2 separate regions of the Mus musculus genome follow, and region 1 is linked to region 2. A link is a contact called in public promoter capture Hi-C data. All regions are on one chromosome and are shown on one strand. Each heading gives the region's core, a stretch centred on a gene start, on an enhancer-like site or on the middle of the called end of the contact. The rest is flanking DNA. Distances are from core to core; before and after follow the strand shown. Region 1 holds the start of Fgd6 (FYVE, RhoGEF and PH domain containing 6). Region 2 holds the start of Cfap54 (cilia and flagella associated protein 54).

The links. Promoter capture Hi-C pulls out the DNA fragments that hold promoters and counts their contacts.
Region 1: a contact with region 2 is called in a promoter capture Hi-C map of pre-B cells, with 2.9 times the contacts expected there. The contact joins the promoter of Fgd6 here to the promoter of Cfap54 in region 2. A contact is called at or near these places in 3 of 39 promoter capture datasets (the HPC-7 cell line, pre-B cells and second pharyngeal arch cranial neural crest) and 1 of 115 datasets of contacts at active chromatin or transcription factors (pro-B cells).

The regions. Positions count from the first base shown.
Region 1 is chr10:94,034,249-94,037,340 of GRCm38.p6, reverse strand. It overlaps Fgd6 (FYVE, RhoGEF and PH domain containing 6), which reads right to left and starts at 1,340. Exons shown (of 21, transcript NM_053072.3): 1 at 1,031-1,340. The coding sequence starts at 1,046. It overlaps Vezt (vezatin, adherens junctions transmembrane protein), which reads left to right and starts at 1,542. Exons shown (of 12, transcript NM_172538.5): 1 at 1,542-1,671. The coding sequence starts at 1,636.
Region 2 is chr10:93,079,868-93,083,019 of GRCm38.p6, reverse strand. Cfap54 (cilia and flagella associated protein 54) reads left to right here and starts at 1,398. Exons shown (of 68, transcript NM_001347060.2): 1 at 1,398-1,755. The coding sequence starts at 1,424.

The DNA of each region.
Region 1 (3,092 bases), core at 91-2,590, 950 kb before region 2:
ACATTTAGTGTGTGTGCTCTCCTGACAGTTTTCAAGTTGCAGGAATGTTAAACAAACGCCAAAAAAAGCAAAGAAAATTTAATCTGATACTTAAGTGCTAATTCTAGACCTAACTGAAGTGAAACTTACGCTCTTTTACTACAAAATCTCTCATCAAAGTTTCTTCTGATGTGGATAAAGATGCCTTTAATATATCCCATACCTTATTAAATTCTGGCTTTGAAAATGTGCTGTGTTCTTATAAAGAGACTGTCCCTTGGACACAAATTTGGAAGATTAGAAACTGTTCCTTAAAAAGGTCACAACACAATGAGCCAAAGTGCTTAAATTCACACAAAGGTAAGGAGAGGCTTTGTCATTTGGGTGAGTGGAAAGGAGGCAGACTGAAAATAGGGCTTTGTTTACACAGTCCAGGTACGAGGGGGGTGGGGGGGGGAGGAAGAAAGGAAGGAAGGAAGGAAGGAAGGAAGGAAGGAAGGAAGGAAGGAAGGAAGGAAGGAAGGAAGGAAGGAAAAGGTGAAGATGAGCAAAAAACAGGGAGGGGTAGGTGCAGGGGAGGGGGCAACTCGGTTTTGTTTTATTTTACCAACTAATAGTCCATACTCACTCAGGTAATAGGGCTCAAAACACCAGGGTGCAAACAGCTCTATCCAACCCTCCTTACAAGCGCGAAGAGTTTCAGTCAATAAATACTAGGTTTTCAAGCAACGCGGGCTAGTGGCGGAGTTTCTTCAACTCGCTGGAAAACTGTCCTAGCTTAGAATAACTGACTCCTCCACACCGGACTCCACGCTTCCCACACCGCGCACAGGCAGCGACAGCGCCTAAGTCACGGAACCCGAGCAAGCTCCGCGACGCCGTCCCATCACCTGGGCTCAGGGGTGGGGGACGCATCCCGGGGACCCCACAGCGGGCGCGGGCGACCGGCGCCAGTCCCGCACCGCCCACCCGCGGGGAACGCAGCGGGAGCCGGAGCCCGCCGGCGCCCGCCGCGACTACTCCCCAGCCCGGCGCGAGCGCAGCCACTTACCCGCGGCAGAAGTCATGACTGCCCCGCGCGGCTCACGCCCTCAGTCCATGGCTCCCGTTCAGTCCACACTCCCCAGAGTTTGAGCAGAAGACAAAAGTCCCCGCAGCGCCCACATTCCGTCCCGCACCGCCTGAGCGCCTCACAAAGGACGGACGCCGGCTCCCGCGACCCTCCGGCGGACCCGGGCGCTAGCGGCCAGCGACAGGGGGACGTGCACGAGCGCCGCTCCGCCGCGCTCCGGGACGATCGCCAGGCGCGCGCACGAGAGGAGATCGCAGCGGCTTCGCGGACGCGCGCCCCACCTCAACTTGAGAGAAAAATCCGCGCTCCAGGCGCCCCCTAGTAGTCAGGGGATGTAAAAGGCAGACAAAAGCCATAGCTCTCTCCAATAGGAGCTCTGGAACGCCCGCCCGCTCCCGCCCCTCCAGCCTACACGCTCACCCTCTTCTCCAATAAGCAGGTCGGAAAGGGGCGTGGGTCGCGATGCATGCCGGGAGTTGTAGTTTTCAGTGCCCCCGAGGTGGGCAGGAGCCGAAGCCTGGGTGCTGCCCGCCCTCCTGCCTTCATTTCCCATCGTGCTGAGGCGGGTGGTATGGCGGAGAAGGATGACACCGGAGTTTGACGAAGAGGTGGTTTTTGAGGTGAGGAGAAAATGGCGGGGAGTGTGGACCGTCTTTGTTTCCGAAGGACTAAAGGAAGAGCGAGAAGGCAAAGCGATTCAGAGGGGAGGGATAGGGTGACGGGCGCCTGCGGGCCTGGGTCCCCAATCCTCCGCTGTTTCGGGGCCTACTTGCTGCAGCCGCCTGACAGGTATAGCTCAGGGGATCCTGGCGTGGTTGGCCTCTGCCCCGAGCTCGCCCAGAATTCCCAGACCCGGCGCAATTGACCGGCCCTGGGCGGGAGCCTTGATCGGTTCTTACCCTATGGCTGCACCGCCCTGGACTGCGCCTCGTTGGGGCGGGGCCGAAACGTGCTGGATATTCTGTCTACTACTTAACCTCCTTCCCTTTTTATCTTTGATTTTTGCGGGCCTGTTAATCCATAAGTGCCTCCGGTCATCATCATCATCATAATCATCATCATCAAGGTGTGGCCTCTGGAATGCAGGCAGGCAGCAGGTGCCTTTCTATGTGGGGTTTAAGGTCTGTTAAGTGAGACCTGTGGCCAATGGTGTGAGCTCTGGCGTCTCAGCACCTAGGTTCCATTCTTTTGTCCTTGCTGTTGCGCTAAGTGTAGCCAGTTCTGAATGGAAGCTCTGGTCTGGATGTGAATGCTTTTGTGTTGGACTATTTTAAGATGTCTCTGCCATCTTGAATTTAAAAAATAAAGCCTAGTTAATGGCTTTAGTGCCATTTTTACCCCATCAGACAGGTCAATACCCACACCCTGGAACGTGTATGTGTATGTATTGAATATGTATGCCATACTTTCCCTCAGCCAACTAGATTTCAGGGAATTCATACAAGAGAAAGAGAAGAAATCCCCCGTGGTGTATAATGGGAGGGTGAGGTACGGTACAGAATGTGAAGTATTGAGATATCTAAAAACTGCCCGTGGAAGCATAATTTGGAACCCATTGTCCACTCATAGCACTTTAAAAAGCTACACACAGCAAGTGATACCCTAGGTAAATCTTCAGCTCTGAATGAAATTAGGAAGATTGATGGGAGAAAATGTACTCCAGGAAAAGGGTTTTATGTATGCCAAAGATCGGGGTGGGGTGACAATACTGAACGTGCAGCTTTAGGGGCTGGAGTATGGAGGGTTGCAAAGTGACTTAATATAGCTACAGTATCGAGGAGGGAAATATGACTGCTTTGCTATTATGAAGGGTCTAGATATGAGGACTTGAGTAGAGAGGACAAAGGCATACATTTTGGAAGTCAGAAAAATTAATACTGACTTGGATATTCATCTCTAATATGAAATTGAGGGAATGGCTACAGATTGAATGTGGGAGATAAAGAGGAGAAAAAAGTAGGTGGCTGAAATTTTTATTTTTTTACCCTGCTTTCTTTGGTTTCTGGACATAATAAGTGTGTTTTTGGTTTGCAGAGTTTTA
Region 2 (3,152 bases), core at 149-2,648:
GCATCAAGAATAGGTGCTGCCTCTTGGATGGAGAACTGGGCCCTGACAGAGAGGTCCCTGCTCTTGTGTGTCACTGGAAGATTCTTTAGCCATAATTACCTGCTCCAATAAGTGATTTCCCCTGTGATCTTCCTTCCAAGAATATTAAGGTACAGTGCATAGGACAGAGAAGACCAACCTTACAAATTAGTACAGATGCTTGAAAGAAATGGGCTTGGAGCTGGAAGAGATAAGGCTGTGGCCCAGTGAGCTTCTTTACTATTCAGTGGATACCAAGGTCACCGTCTATATTTTGCATGTGAAAGAATTGGTAGTCGTTTTCAGTGTTTAAAGACCTTGTTTTTGAAGCCAACCTCTCTATCTCTGGTTCTTCAATATTTCTTTGGGCTTGCATAATTTGTAAGGAAAAGTATGTCCGCTAGCTGAAATTCAAATCCCAAATTAATAAATTTGACTCATTGTGGCCCATGAGATGCAAGAAAAGAACATTTTTTAGTGTTAAGCATTTCCTCTGAGACCTACAGTTTGTCCATCAGAGAGAAAAAAAAAATCTCCCATCTCCCCGTTTAAAAACAAAAAGTATTTGGAGAGTTAACACTTCAAACCATTTAGCATATATTAATGTCAAGGAGTTAAAGTTGAGCAAAAGGCATATTGATTTAGAACACCGTGACATTTAGGATAAGGCTGAAGTGGCAGTAACTCATGATCATTACTCACAAACTCAAACTGCAGCGGGAAGAGAACATAGCCACACAAGGTGCTTGTCTTAACCAGATTGTCAGGGAGTTCCCTAATTTCGGTTTGGGAATTCAGCTTCAGTGCTTTCTCTTGGGGGCATCACCAGGACGGCAGATTTCTTATGATCACTGGCTTTGCAGCACATAATTAGGACTTGTCCCCTGATTCTCAGTTATCCTCTGAGTTTGGTCAAAGTCAAGCTATGTTCCCCTAAGCTGTGAAACCGAGGAGATAGGATAGAAGCTGAGGTATGAAGTCATGACGATTAATGAGACAGGTAATGTCTCAAAATGCTTGGAATAATGCCCAATACATCTTAATGATTGTAACCATGGATATTAGTAGGTGGTCCAAATAGGGAAAACATTGTATGAATTTTTGATGGTAATTTTCTTTATTGGTTCTTTGCTTTAAAGCCCTCTCTCAAGCGGCGTTGGATGTGAATGTCCGTAATCCCAGCACTCAAGACACTGAGGCTGGAGGATAGTGAGTTTGAGGCCAGAGTGGGTTACACACATAGCCAGCCATTCAGAGCATCCTGCCTTTCCAGGCTGTTTGTACTTTCCTCACCCTCTAGGGGCCGCTGTGCTTCCGGAGAGCGTGCAGGTGGCTTGGTTGCCGGGAGATCGTTGCTTGGCAACCGCTTGTCCACCAGCCTCTAGCCTGCTGAACTCTGATAGACATGGCGTCCTCCAGAAGCTCCTCCAGTTCTTCTGAGGAGTCCCCAGACTCTGAGACATCGGTGTCGCCGGTGCATCTGCCCCCAACGCCGCCGCCGACCTCTACCGCGGTTCTCAAGTCGCCCAGCGAGTCCAAGTCGAGTTCGACCGACCCGCCGCAATGTACCCACTCCGAGGACTCGCTGCCCTCTGCCGCCTTCTACGGGCCCCTGGACAGTAAAAACCCACTCCTGGCCTCTTGCGAGAAGGAGATCCGGGAGCTGTTGGGCTTTATGAAGAAGAAGAAGGCTCTAGCCACCTCAATGGAACAGAAGTACGAATTCCATCGGAGGTGGTAAGCTGAGGCAGGGTGCTGGGGAGGGCGCCTGGAGATGCCATTGGAGGACCACGACAGGGGTGGGGCCCTGGAGACAAGCTGAGCTGTAGCCACTCCCAGCTCTTACAGCCCTTAGCTCCCCCTACACGTTTCATGTCTTCCTTCTCAGGTCAAAATAAAAATCTGCACAGAAGTATTTCCTAACACTGGGTTTGGTCTCAGCGTTCTCATGGCCTCTCTTGGCTCACTCATGGGTCGCAAAACAGGACAAAAGTAGACTTAAGACCAACTCTGAGGCAGTTGCTCAGGTCCTTGAATTTAGGTCTCAACCAAGTCTGTCATATTGTGAACATGTACATTTTATTCTCTTTATATTCCGTTGGGATTACAGAAACTTCTTTTCCCCTTGACTTGGTGGCTCTTTGTGAGCGTCTGATTGGGTTTTTTGTTTGTTTTTCCAACTTATTTCTGTGAACTGAAAACTACCAGTTTCTAAGATTTGGTTTTGTTCATGTTGCCATCTTTTTTCTGGTCTAATGCTTTCCAAAATGAGTAGTTTCAAGACATAGGGAAGCAGCGAAGAATACCAGACAGGCAAATAACTTTTTTTTTTCTGGTGAGTATTTTAAACTTACATGTTTTGGTCATGCATTTAATCTGATTACACATTTTTAACTTACATTTATAATTCAACCAAACATCTTAATGATTTGTTGAGTAGACATATTTTTGACAGGTACTTTTCTCAAAACTAGGAAGGCATCAAGTTAACAATAAACCCCTCTCCCCCAAATCATATATTTCTGTGAGTATAGTCTTGTACTAAACAAACATGGGGCACAGCATTCCCACCATCCCTTTATCTACTCCCCCCACCCCAAGTTTCACTTACCTGTGGTCAAAGGCTATGCAAATCTTAAATGGAAAATTCCAGAAACAAACAATTGGCGTTGTTTATAGTCCCTTCTGAGCAGTCTGACAAAATCTTGCTCTGCACTGTTCTGACCCACCCAGGGTTTGAATTCACCCCTTTGTCCAGCACACTGACACTGTAGGCTTCGTCGGTCCATTTGTTAGTTAGCCATCTTGATTATCAGATCGACTGTCATAGAAACTCAGGATTTGTGCTAACATGACCCGTATTTTGCTTAATAATAATTATGAAGCACAAGAATAATGATGCTAGGGATGCAGATGGACCAAGGAGAAAGTGTAAATTCCTTCTATACATGGGAAAAATGTTTCAATAAGGAAGGAGAAAAATACATATTTGGGTGGCCAAGACCCACATATAGTTAGATGTTTTGAGAGTCACCATATTCATGTAGCTTTTATACAGTTTGTTATACATTTTCCACCCTAGTATAGCTCATCTCTTCTTGTGCCTAATTCATAAGGGATTCTTTGTCATGTGA